Regions from separate parts of the Triticum aestivum genome. Here region 1 is linked to region 2. The links are chromatin contacts, called in public Hi-C maps. All regions are on one chromosome and are shown on one strand. The core of a region is the stretch at or near the end of the contact, and the rest is flanking DNA. Distances in the headings are between cores, read along the strand shown. Region 1 holds the start of LOC123071905 (aldehyde dehydrogenase family 2 member C4). Region 2 has its middle 110 kb from the start of LOC123071904.

The links. A called contact is a pair of places that touch in the nucleus more often than the background predicts.
Region 1: a Hi-C map of leaf shows a contact between it and region 2, with 1.9 times the contacts expected there. The contact joins the promoter of LOC123071905 here to the enhancer-like site in region 2. A contact is called at or near these places in 4 of 5 Hi-C or Micro-C datasets (leaf and an unstated tissue).

The regions. Positions count from the first base shown.
Region 1 is chr3B:707,992,639-707,999,597 of IWGSC CS RefSeq v2.1, forward strand. It overlaps LOC123071905 (aldehyde dehydrogenase family 2 member C4), which reads left to right and starts at 4,173. Exons shown (of 6, transcript XM_044495481.1): 1 at 4,173-4,410; 2 at 6,695-6,837; 3 at 6,921-6,959. The coding sequence starts at 4,311.
Region 2 is chr3B:707,880,737-707,887,549 of IWGSC CS RefSeq v2.1, forward strand. No RefSeq gene overlaps it. Among protein-coding and RNA genes, the nearest start is that of LOC123071904, 110 kb to the left of the region's middle. Within about 2 kb of position 5,230, at least 4 of the 8 cell types and tissues checked have an H3K27ac peak or open chromatin away from gene starts, as enhancers often do. A contact at or near this core is called in leaf, where this site is marked.

The DNA of each region.
Region 1 (6,959 bases), core at 2,923-5,422, 110 kb after region 2:
CCTGACTATGGACATTGGATGTCGTTGATAACGGGATCACATCATTAGGAGAATGATGTGATGGACAAGACCCAATCCTAAGCATAGCATAAAAGATCGTGTAGTTCGTTTTGCTAGAGCTTTGCAAGTGTCAAGTATCTCTTCCTTCGACCATGAGATCGTGTAACTCCCGGATACCGTAAGAGTGCCTTGGGTGTATCAAACGTCACAACATAACTGGGTGACTATAAAGGTGCATTACAGGTATCTCCGAAAGTAGCTGTTGGGTTGACACAGATCGAGACTGGGATTTGTCACTCCGTATGACGGAGAGGTATCTCTGGGCCCACTCGGTAATGCATCATCATATTGAGCTCAACGTGACCAAGGTGTTGGACACGGGATCATGCATTATGGTACGAGTAAAGTGACTTGCCGGTAACGAGACTGAACAAGGTATTGGGATACGGACGATCGAGTCTCGGGCAAGTAACGTACCGATTGACAAAGGGAATTGCATACAGGGTTTGATCGAATCCTCGACATCGTGGTTCATCCGATGACAACATCGAGGAGCATGTGGGAGCCATCATGGGTATCCAGATCCCGCCGATGGTTATTGACTGAGAGCGTCTCGGTCATGTCTGCATGTCTCCCGAACCCGTAGGGTCTACACACTTAAGGTTCGGTGACGCTAGGGTTATGAAGATATGTATATGCAGAAACTCGAATGTTGTTCGGAGTCCCGGATGAGATCCCGGACGTCACGAGGAGTTCCGAAATGGTCCGGAGGTAAAGAATTATATATAGGAAGTGCTGTTTCGGGCATCGGGACAAGTTTCGGGGTTATCGGTATTGTACCGGGACCACCGGAAGGGTCCCGGGGGTCCACCGGGTGGGGCCACCTGTCCCGGGGGGCCACATAGGCTGTAGGGGGTGCGCCTTGGCCATCATGGGCCAAGGGCACCAGCCCCTATAGGCCCATGCGCCTAGGGTTTCCCCTTAGGAGGAGTCCTAGTGGTGGAAGGCACCCCTAGGTGCCTTGGGGGGGAGGGAAACCTCCCCTAGGCCGCCGCCCCCCCTAGTAGATCTCATCTACTAGGGCCGGCGCCCCCCCTTGGCACCCCTATATATAGTGGGGGAGAGGAGGGACTTCATACACCAGCCCCTGGCGCCTCCACCTCCCCGCGTTACATCTCTCCCTCGTAGTCTCGGCGAAGCCCTGCTGCTGTGACGCCCTGCATCCACCACCACGTCGTCGTGCTGCTGGATCTTCATCAACCTCTCCTTCCCCCTTGCTGGATCAAGAAGGAGGAGACGTCTCCCGTCCCGTACGTGTGTTGAACGCGGAGGTGCCGTCTTTTCGGCGCTGGTCATCGGTGATTTGGATCACGTCGAGTACGACTACATCATCACCTTGCAAGCTTCCGCACGCGATCTACAAGTGGTATGTAGATGCAAACTCTCTCCCTAGACTCGTTGCTTAGATGAACTCATAGATGGATCTTGGTGAAACTGTAGGAAAAATTTTAATTTTCTGCAACGTTCCCCAACAGTTAGTTGGGCATAGGTCTGCCGTCAACCCCATCCTGACGATGCAACGGAACCACACTTGCCGCGAGAAGACGCATTGCAGCAATATATGATCAACCGTGTCGTCCTCTTGGTCACACATGTAGCATTGTGAGATTTGGTCCTGTAAACCGTGCCTGGCTCTCATGTCTGATGTCCAGAGGCGATATTGCACAGCTAGCCACATGAAAATCTTGCACGCAAGAGGTTCCCAACACTTCCATATGGCCCCAAAGGAATGAAATCTAGTTCCTCCCTCACACAACATCTTGTACGACGAGGATGCAGTATATACGCCCGATGCATTCCAAGCCCAGATGGGACGGTCCTCAATCTGATCATCCAGCTGGACCTCCATGAGTATCTCCCAAAGCCCGATGAACTGAGTGAGACCCTCCGTACATAGGTCTCCTACAAGATCATCCATCCATGCATGCATGTGCATCGCATCTCGCACGAGTCTCCTGTTTGCTACTTGTGTCCGCACCTTTGCCACCACCAATGGGGCAATCTCTTTGATTGTTGCACCATATGTATCCATCGGTCTTTCCAAAATAAGGTCTTGCCTCCGGATCCAACTTGTCACTTAACTAGGCTCCCAAAGGCTTGGTCCACTTTTTTGTCCGCGGTCAAATTGAGGTCTTGCCAAGGCCTAGATTCATCCGTGCGTCGGAGCCATTCCCATCTCAATCTTAATGCGATGTCGTGTTTGTCAGTTCAATGACTCCAAGCCCTCCCATGTGCTTTGGCCTGCACATCTTAGTCTATGTGACAACACATTTGCCCTCATTCACCGCCTCAGTCCCGGCCCAGAAGAAAGCCCTACAACCTTTGTCCACTCTTTCCAGAGCCCTTTTTGGTGCCTCCGCTATCATGAGGTGATGTGTAGCACGCGCCCTCATAACTTGGTTAACAAGTATGAGCCTCCCAGGTCTCGTCACCAGGCCCCTTTGCCATCCTGGCAAAATGTGTAGTGTTGTATCAACAATGGGCTGCCACTCGGATCTTTTAGTTGTTTTATGCTTAGCTGGAGCCCTAGATATTTGCACGGAAAGGTGTCAATCTTCCATGGCAGAGCAGACTTGACAAGGTCCTCATCCTCACTCTCAGCCCTGATCATGATCGCCGCAGATTTGGCATAGTTTACTTTGAGTCATGATGCCACTCCGAATATGGTGAGAATTTCCTTGACGAACATGAGATCTGGCCAAGTTGGCTTTATGAAGAGCACCACATCATCCGCGTACAGGGACAAGCGCTGCATAGGGCTACATCCATTGATTGTACTCAACACTCTGGCTTCATGCGCCTTGCTGATGATAGCCGTTAAAACGTCCATGGCAATAACAAACAACAAGTGGGATATCGAGTCCCCTTGCCTAAGCCCTTTTGCATGCATGAATTTGTCGCCCGCGCAGCCATTCACCAAAACTCTCGAGCTGGTAGTAGTAAGAAAAATCGCAATCCAAGAGATCCAACGCTCCGAGAAGCCTTTAGCCCTTAACACCTCAAACAAGAACGACCACGCCAGAGAGTTGAAGGCTTTCGAAATGTCAAGCTTGCGCAACACTGCCTTGGCTTTCCTCCTATGCATCGAACGCGCCATTTGCCGAACCAAGAGGAAATCGTCGTGTAAGCATCTGCCCTTGATGAAAGCGGACTGGTTTGTCTGAACAAGCTCTCCCATGCGTGGCCTTAGTCTGGCAGTCAACAGGTTGAATGCTATCTTGGGCATACTGTGCACAAGGCATATAGGTCTGAAATCAAACACAACACTCGCTTCCGGGGAGTTAGGTATAAGTGTGATCAAAGCTTGGTTAAGCCTTCCAAACCCCCTCCCGTTGCCAAGGAAAAGTTTATGGACCACCGCAACTATATCCTCCTTGATTATCTCCCAAGCCTTTTGAAAGAATAGGCCAATGAACCCGTCCGGCCCAGGCGCCTTGTCCAAAGGTAAATCCTTGATTACCCCCCAAATCTCATCTTCAGCGTCTCCTTCTTGCAGCCAAGAGATTCTCGATCTCTGTCTCGCAATGGTCCGTTGTCTTATTTTTTTTCCCGTTCACATTGTGGTCATGTCCAGCTTCGCTTACGTTGGACAAAACTTATGCCCTCATTACGTTTATCTTTAGTCTCTTTCATAATCGCACACCTTACTATTTATTTACAAAAGGACTTGTTAATTGTCTATGCGCTGACGTATATAAATCGGTGGATTTTTATGTACTACAGCGAGGTGGGACTATTAATTGGAAGGCGAACCTCTTTTGCACCAGAAGCAAAAGCTAGAGATAGAAATAGTTCCTGATGGAACCAGCAGGAGCAATAATTCCACCTCTCTTTATTAGTTGGTATAGATATAAATTAGTATAGATAGATAGATATAGAGATAGAGATAGGGATACAGATAGATATAAAAGCGAGGCAAAAAATCTTTTTCGTGAGAGTCTACAAGAATCTCCTGCGATCAACCAAACACGCCATTACAATCGTGTAATAATGAAGATAAGAGAATAATTCGAGGAGAAGAGGAAGCATATACACCCATGGCTCGTACACAAACACACCCAGAGTCCACGGTCAACAAGTCTGCCATATCTGGCTCTTTGCCACATCGTTTCCCTCCCCTCACCCATCCCCCTTTTTCGCTTTATAAAACGGCCAAACCCCGTTCCACCGTAGCGCACACAAACACAAGAGTCCTCACTCATTCTCTCCACCGAGGCCAAGGGAAGGGACGAACCGAACGGAACGGGGCGATGGCGGCAGCGAACGGCGCCAAGGGGTTCGAGGTGCCGGAACTGGACATCAAGTTCACCAAGCTCTTCATCAATGGCCAGTTCGTCGACGCAGCTTCCGGTACGCAGAGCTTCCATCTTCTTTTCCCGCGGCGGTCGCGTAGTTGAGGGCAAGTCCAGCGGCACCCTGACTCTCCGCCGGTCGTTATCTTAGGGGAGAAACGCGAAAGAACTCTGTTAGCAGCGCTCCGATTTCCTCGCCGTTTTACCGGTCTCTCCGATCTGAAGCCCGAAGTCCCCTGTGTATCGGGGAATCGGTGACCGCCCTGGTCGCCGCCCCATCCGGGACGCTCGCACCGGCGCTAGATGGTACCGACGCGGCAGCTCCGGAGCAGGGGAGGCAGAGCTGGGCGCCCGTGGCAGAGGTGGCCACCCGCGTAGAGGAGCGTGCGCGCGCCTGCACCCTGGAGGGCGGCCGGCGGTAGGAAGTGCGAGCGCGTCGGAGAGGAGGCGTCTCGCTGCTCGTGGGAGGCGCGAGGCTGTTGCTGTGTGCTGCGTCGTGTTACTTGCGTGAGACACTGAGAGAAAGACCGAGAGACGAGAGGGAGGTAGCAGTGGCGCATGGCAATGACGACGGCGCGCCGGTAGATGTGGAGCAGGGCGAGCGGGCGGCAAGCGGGGAGGATGAGCAGCGTGTGGCCGAGCTCGCAGCGTAGATCTTCTTGGATGGATGGGTAAAACACGTGCGCCCAGAGGGGAGGACCCGACGCGGCGACGGCGCAGGAGAGAGGACGCCCGGAGGAGAAGCACACCTGTGACCGTGGTCCGTGGTGACTGGTGAGGTAGGCACACACGTACAGCGGCCGCGGTGGCCAAGGACTAGTAGTGCATGATCAACGAGATTACGACAGATGGACGCCCGATCAATTCGGGATAATCGAGCGTGTCCGATCCGACGAGTAACTATCCTCATGCGTGTGCATGCCGGCCCCCATCCATGTCGCCAATTTCTCCTCTGCGCCCGTCCTCATCTTTGTTGCTTGCGCTGTCCTCGGGAGTTTTTTTTGTTGCTTTGCGCTGTCTTGTCCTCGAGTCGATCGCTAGCCTTTTGTAACCATGTTGTTGCTCTAATGGAATTCTTGATGGTTACACCTACGGACGTACTCCCTCCGTTCGGAATTACTTGTCTTGGATATGGATGTATCTAGAACTAAAATACATCTAGATACATCCATTTCTGCGACAAGTAATTCCGAACGGAGGGAGTAGCTCGAGCCATATCACCACATCTTTTTATAGTGGGAAAAGACTAACTTCTCCGTCATTATCATGGTATAATACCACAAAATAAAAATTACCGGTACTTTCACCCGACTGATAACGACGTGCGATTCGCCACAAATAAAAATCAGAATTTTATTTTCTTTTGCTATTCTTCAGGATTTTACTGTGATCTCGGGTTCAAAAATTCCACGTCCTGTCCGTACCGGCATTCTCCTTCAAACTTGGTCGAAGCTTCTATAGTTTCACCGTGTAAACTACCAGACACACAATAGCCATATCAAACAGTAGCACTATCTCACATACATAAATGTCAAACTACAAACTTTCCTTCTTGCAATTAACTGTACGATGAAGATAAATAATTGACACCTTTAGCAATAGCATACTCCCTCTGTAACGTAACGTAAGACATTTTTGCAGTTCAATTTGAGTTGCAAAAACATCTTATACTACGTATACAGAGGTAGTAGTATGTACTGACTATCAGTACCTTCTTAGCCTAGTACATGGAAGCTCTGCATTAGGATCACATAATACATGCTGCCCCAAAGAATCTGCTTGTTTTTACTACTTGTTCGAGAAAAATAGGCCTGCCTTTAGTTCAGTTTGCAGAATGCAGTTTAGTTAACTTCAGTGATTCATCCAGGTGAATAGTCATACGGTGATTTAATTGAGTGTGAAGTTTTGGTGGACGGGTACATTGGATGACTTTTATTTCAAATGATTCAAAAATGGTATTTTCAAGTTAAAATAAAATTAAAAATTGTGAAAAAAATATACATATTCGGGATGTATCCATAAAATTTCGTTCAAAAATATTATGATTTCAAGCTACACAAAAACACAAAATTCCGACCCAACAACAATAAAAAAATGGCCCATTTTCATGTATGTATATGTTTTTTGTGTATACACCACGTATGAAAATTTCACTGAACGTGGTATATATGTATTTGTGCATACAAAAAACTCGATTTGTTTTGTGATGTAGAAATATGTTTTTTTATGAAGTCCGCCATGGAGCCCGTCCTCCATTTGCTCTTTTCATATTTCATTTCCTTCTTTTTTTGACTGTATTTCATTTCATTAGTTGAACACGTACTACGCTTATATGCAAACAGGCAAGACGTTCGAGACACGGGACCCGCGCACCGGCGAGGTGATCGCCAGGATCGCCGAGGGAGACAAGGCCGACATCGACCTCGCCGTGAAGGCCGCCCGCGAGGCCTTCGACAACGGCCCCTGGCCCAGAATGCCCGGATGTGTACGTACTCAATATGATTCGGCCCATCGATAGATATTTTGGGCTTATATCTAACAACGTCTCTTTGTTTGGCGCGTGGGCAGGCAAGGGCCCGGATCATGCACAAGTTCGCGGACCTGGTG
Region 2 (6,813 bases), core at 3,980-6,479:
TCTCCACCGAGCGGCGTCCCCGACCTCGCGCGCAATCGGATTGATCACCCACCCACCGCCGTGATCCGCCTCATCTACGCCGTGCGACCGACCTGGCCCGTCGGTTGCGCGCGCCTCCGCATGTCCTGCGAAGATCGTCCCCGAGTTCAGCGCGTCCCTCCACCGATCGAGCAACGGGCTGCCGCTGCGTCGCCCCGTCGGGCCGCAGCGCCGCCGCCCCGTGGTTCTTCTCCCGGCTGCACCGACCCGCGTCATCACTGCGTCGCCCCTTCGGGTCGTAGTGCCGCGGCCCGCGATCCACCGCCGCCCCGAGGCCGTACGCTCCTGGTCGTCCCTGTGGCCGCACCGACCCTCGCGCCGCCGCTGCGCCGCCCCGTCGAGCCGTAGCGAGCATGGCACGCGGTCCACGTAGCCGTCCCGAGGTCGTCCTTGCGGTTGCACCGACCCGCACTCCTTCGCCACACCGCCCTTTCGGGCTGTCGCGCCACGGCCAACGGTCTCTGGCGCCGCCCTGAGGTCTTCCCGTCGTCTCCCCGACCTGCCCGCCGCCGCTGCGTCGCCCCTACGGGCCGTGGCGCCGCGGCCCGCGGTCCACTCCGCCGTCACCGCGCGTCGACCTCCCGTGATATGCGCCGCGCCGTCTCCCTTGACGCGGGAACGCCATCGTCCGCGCCGGTCTTCGTCACGTTGTCAGGGTTTTCCGCCTACTTCGAGCACCGCCGCCACGCTCCTAATCAAGCCGCCGCCGCCACCGTCAGGCCGCCGCTGCCGCTACCCCGTAGCCGCCACAGCCGCCTGTCCACCTACTTCATCTTCATCCAGCACCAGCCCGTCGTCAGCATCGATGTCATCTACCCCGACCACTTCGTCTACTCCGACCACCGTTGGTGACATTGGCTCCGTGCCGATGGACGCCGCAACCGTCGTCGAGTTCTTCTCCGCTGGCCCTCTGATTTCTTCGACATGGCGTACAGCTCGTGCAGGCCCCTCGTCGATGCATGCATGATGCTGGAAACACCGATGCGTGCCTTCATCCATGACGTGTCCCCGGGCCTGGCAAGCCTGGTGCGACGCTTTGTCAACTTCGTCTTCGCCCGTCTACGCATGCCCGGTGCTGGCAACACTGGTGCGTGCCTTCGTCTATGACGTGTTCCCTGGCTTGGCAAACCTGCCGCGACGCGTCGTCAACAACATCATCTTCCGGGCGCACCCCTATTTCGACACCACTGCGCCCATGCTAACTCGGCGCCCCCTTGCGTCCGCGGCTCCACGGCGACTTCCTCGACACCGGCCACCCTGACTCGACATCGACCACAACATTCTTCGCATGGCTACCTCGACCACGGCTCCACCACTCACGCTCTCGGCCACATCGACAAACGGCACAAAGGGCCACCGCCTGCTTGAGCAACCTCGTTGGTTTCCACTCCAGCCACGACTCCGCGATGCGTCGACCGTTACGACTGTGGGGGGATGTCCGTCGGCTTGCCTTCGGATTCTTCTCCAGTCTCACCGTCTGCGTCGCTACCGTTGTGACTGCGGGGGGATGTTGAGTAACGTGATTGTATTAGGAAACATAGGTTAGACTAGGAAATATTCTGGCTTGCCTTGTACTCCAAGTAGATCATGTACACCTATATATATGCCCACGAGGTTCAAGCAATACATTAACCAACTATTCCATCAAATCCCTCTCTCCCTTCTAACACCCTGCTTTAACTGTCTTTGATTTTATCGCTTGTTGTTTTGTATGACTTGAAAGTACTTCTCTTATGCAGATTATCTACATGTACTATAATGTTTCGTATATGGTCATCTCTACAACGTGTGGAGAATTGAGACATGTTTACGGAGGTGTGTACATAATTAAGGACTACGACGAGGGATACTTTTACCCAATATGAATAACAACATGATCTTCGGACTGGCCTCCTTCGGTTTAGGCGTTATACAGACTCTACATGTTTACTTGTATTTCGCCTTTTTATATACTACTTCGGGAGTAGACTTCGTTTGGTGTGTGCATCTTAGTTATGAAGAGGTCGGGTGTAATGTTTAAACCTCTTAAGTAATAAATCGCCCCTTATCGAAAACAAGACAAAGCATCAGAGCAGTCAGAAAACTAAATTGGCTAAAGTTTCTAATTCCCCTAATTATGGCTTTTTTTGTTTTGTTTGGTCATCCTTCTCTACCAATTTTCAAAAAACATGTGCATTTTTTCTATCCCTAGTTTATCTTTTGATTGTGTTCTCTATCTGTAAGCATACTGTAATGGATTAATTTTTTTTTCCTTTTTGCGAATAAATGGATTAAGTTACTTACACAAGCCACTGTGTATGGATAGACAAGTCTTCTTCCACTAGCTCAAGACTATGCACGGTAGTGCATACTCGCAATTAATTCTAACACATAGTTTTACTCGAGCTTGTTGGGGTGCAAATACAAAAAGTAAATAAGTTCCACTTATCCAGTCCATAACATGAAGATGATTCAGCTGACGTATAGTACGTGCAACTTGAGGACTTTGGTTGCGAGAAATGCTGATCATTCAAAGGTATCCTTTCCCCGGTGGACTTTCTAATTTTCTATATGATCTTTTAAGGTTTGAGCCTTGAGAGCGCCTTACCGTCCAAGAGGCTCTAGACCATCCATTCTTCCAAAATCCAGGTCCAACATGAAAATTAGAAGGTGCTTTGATTCTGCCGCACGTGATATGTACGCCAAGAACGGAAGGCCCGTAGAAACAGGCACAAAGCCCAGAATAAAACTTTCTTTTAGCTAATCTCTACCATAGAGATGATGTATGAGCAACTTCAACGGGGCGACCCATCTCATTCGCCCATGTTTATTTGGGTCGACGCGGACAAAAGCGGAGGCCCAACACGCCGACCCAAACCCAAAACGCGTCCGCGCGGATTCATTTTCGGCAGCCCGCCGTCTAATTTATGACGATCACCGACACTGGGATGGGGGGGGGGGGCTCATCCACCTCCGTCCACATCTGGCCCCCACCACCCTCTTCGTGCTTCCTCGCCGGCGACAAGCCAAACCCTAGCCATGGGGCTCTTCGGCAGCAGCAAGGGCAAGGCCTCATCTTCTCGTGTTCCCCCTTCCCCTCCTCCTCCGCCGTCGGCGCGTGCCCGCCCAGGTCGGCAACGCCTTCACATCCCGGTGCACCAAGCGCGGTGGTACTTGGAGTTCAGGCAGTCGCTGCCCTACCCGGATGTCACGCTGCCACACCACTGGCACCTTGATCCGGATCAGATCCCGGTGCAGACGGTGCCGCAGACACAGCGGGTGCACAACGAGGAGGTGCACAGGCGCCGGTCGCAGCTCACGCCAGAGCAACAGGGCATGCCCGAGTACGTCACGGACTCTCCCAACTGGCAGGCCTGGTTTGCCCTCGAACACGAGGAACAACGGCGGCTGGGCGTGCAGAACCACCGCCGACGCGGCGTATCAGGAGGCAGGGGAGGAAGCCGACGCGGCGTACCAGGAGGCGCTGGCGGAGGCCTTCGCCAAATCCATCGAGTTGGAGAGGCGGAAGGCCAAAGCGGCAATAGATGAGGAGGCCGCGTGCGAGGCGGAGATGGCGGAGGCCATGGCCCTCTCCGCAGCAGGCGACTGCGTGGTGTCGCCGTCTCCGCCACCGCTAACCCTGACAACGCCTGCGCCCCAGTTGACCGAGAGGTACGTCTGGACGGGCCAGGTGACGCCCCCTCCCCTTCCCCATTTGGTTTGGTGCCACGCCACAGCAGAAGGCCATGTACCTCCAGTATTGGCGGCAGCGCCAGCTGGCGAAGGAGCGCGCAGATGCGGAGCAGCTCATGTAGAGGGAGTGGGAGGAGGAGGAGGAGGCGCCGCGTCGCCGCATTGCCTCAGCCGCAGCAGACGCCGGAGGAGACAGCCCTGGTGGCCTATCAAGCTACCTTCGGTTGGGCAGGCCCGCCGTCTTCATCGACCTTACCGGCGGCGATGACGACGGCAAAGGTAAGGGCAAGGCCGATGTCTAGGGCTGCGCAGGCGTCATTTTTTTTAATGTTTTTATGAATGATTAAGTTTAAGTGGACTATGGCCGGCAGTTGACCGGCCAGTTATTGTAAATTAAAGTTTGTTTTCTGTGCCACGTGTATTTATTTTTGTTTTTCTAATTCGCGCACAAATTTGGGTTCGCCTCTCCTTGAATGGTCAAGCCGACCCATATGAAAAAAAGAACGCGGACGTCCGCCAGACCAACCCAAACGAACGAAAAACGGACAAAGCGCGCGTCTGTTTGGGTCGTCCTGTTGGGGTTGCTTTAAGCCGACCGAGCTACAGCGTTGCAGTGGTGATAAGCTGCTGTTTCAGTCACTCAGTGTGATGTACGATAGCATTTCTCCTAGGGAAGATTAGTGTGCCTGATGTGACCTGTATAATTATGAGCGAGTCGCGTGCACCACGGGGTGCGTCTGAATCCTGGTTTTGTAATCGCATTGCAATGGTCGATGACATTTGAGGTGATTATGGGCGAGGTATCCGTAAAAGAGGTGCTAACATTTTACCCGCCTCCGATGTACTCCTACGTTTTCCTCCTGTTTGATTACGGATTCTGATAACTCTCGTGCAAAGAAGAACAAAAACATAACAACTGATTTTGCATAATGCGTGCCACCGACAAGTGGGCAAGACTAAATAGACTTGCCTGCCCCGCTCATCCGCTTTATCTGTCTTTGGCTTATTGCTTGTTGTATTGTATGGTTCAATAATACAGCTTACCCGAGCCGGGCCACAAGCTTCTCAAGCTCGGCGCTCCTCTAGAGCACCATGTCCATCGCTGGCTTTGCTTCCTGTCCCGGTCGTGCAGAGAAATCTCGAAAGGGCCGAGAGCTCCTACAATTCAAACCATGCCGTTGAAGGTTGAGACTAACTGAAGTGGTGCGTTTGTGAACCGTTCAAACTGAACAGTCGGAGACTCTGGAAAGCACAGTTCCGAGAATGAGACTGATAAAAAGGCCGAGACGCCGAGTTAAGACTTTGACGACTGCTGCGCGTCGCGCTCCGTCGGTCGCCATTTGTCCTTGGCAGACCCATCCATCCCTTTCCCATTGTCACCCTCCGTGCTCCCCGGGCTCTGCGTCCCGCCCTGCTCGTGCTCTTTCTGGCCAGGGGACGGCCACATGGTAGGGATTGCGCCGTGCCGTGCTGTGCCGTGCTGTAGTCCAATACGGCATGGGACTACCCAGATTCTTCGACAGGTTCGATCAATGGGCAGCAGTAGCGACACACGCATGGGGCTGGCTGGGCACAACGGGGTCGTGGAATGTCGCCAAAGTTTTGGTTTGGCATCGACCTGGCCAGAGCTACGCGCGCGGAACAGCACCCCACCGCATCTTCGTCGCGAAGGCGGGCCCTTCCCTGTCTCTGATGCAACGCAGAGGCTGACCCGCCACATTTATCAGGAAAACGTTTTTCAACGGCAGCGCGGCAAGCACGACGCTGACCTTTCGGGCGTTCGGCCGCCGTGGCCTCGCCGGCGACGACATGTATCCCGCAGCCAGCGCCCGTCAGCGGCACCTCTGACGCAGGAGGCTTTGACGGTGCTGCATGCGGCCGTACGCACACGTGATGTTTTGCTTGTGCTCGTTGAGGCTTCACCTTCACCTTCACACGGTTTGATGTGTTGACACCGACGCGTGCCTCCTTGTGCGAGGGTTACGTTGCGCGCGTCCGCGCCACGGCTCCAATTCCGCAGAAATGACCTGGGCAGGCCGGCCCTTCTAGAGGGCATTTGCTGTCCATAACCGGTGATGATAGATGTAAACGCACATAGGATTCCGAGATTGACAAATCAAGGGCAGCCCATAGCAGAGCAGCTGGCGGCAGCAGTAGTGCATTTGGACGTGTGCTGAAAAGAGCCACCGGCCAGCCCTTCGTGTGGAAGTGTTGCTAGCTGGCCCTGTACTCGCAACGGGTGAGCCACCGGCGATCTTATTTGGGATTTCAGCCCTTCGATTAGAAGACTCGTGTTATTTTTGTGAAAAATACACCGAGCGCCGTGGGGCCAATGTTGGGTACGGAAATGGTCCAGAATCATGGCCTAGCAATCCTCTCTTAATACTATCTTCTTAAAAAAAGGCATTCTCTTAATGGTTTTTGCCATCGGTCATCCACTATGGTTGGGGAAACTGCCATCGGTCCGCGCCGCTTGTCCCTTTCTGACACGAACGCCCCATCTGCCAGCTCAACCGATCATTTTGATTTTCAGATCAAGCATGTATTTTTTTGGGAGGAGGCAGATGAAATATGTGTTGATCACGGACCCTTAACAATGACGGCCACCGGATCAGAAAGTCCACAAACACTTTTGCCGAAGGGATTGAGTGACAATAGCTTGCTCTCAGGCTTGTGTAACTAAATAACCTTAGACTAATATTGCGCTGATGTTTCCTTGGGGAGATCACCTGAACCAACTATCGTTTCCTACGAGAGATCATTTGAACCAACGTCGTGATCTGGGAGTGTTTCCTCAAAAAACTACTCCCAGTGAGCGAACGCTCGAGAATAGCTTCTCGCGGTGGTAATGGTCGTTCGATTGTCCATGAACCTCCATGTAATTTTTATTATATTTGGGATGCTTTGTACTTCAGATGAATCTTTATAATAGATTTGATATTTTCGTAAAAATAAATATATGACATGCTATTGTACAAAGATTTGCCATGTTTTTTTACTGTGCTAGCAGAAATATTGTTAGAAGAGTAATCACCATGAGTTTTCACGAGGTTGTCGTGATGCAAAATGGAGAATTGACGGTCTAAAAATAAATAACTTTTC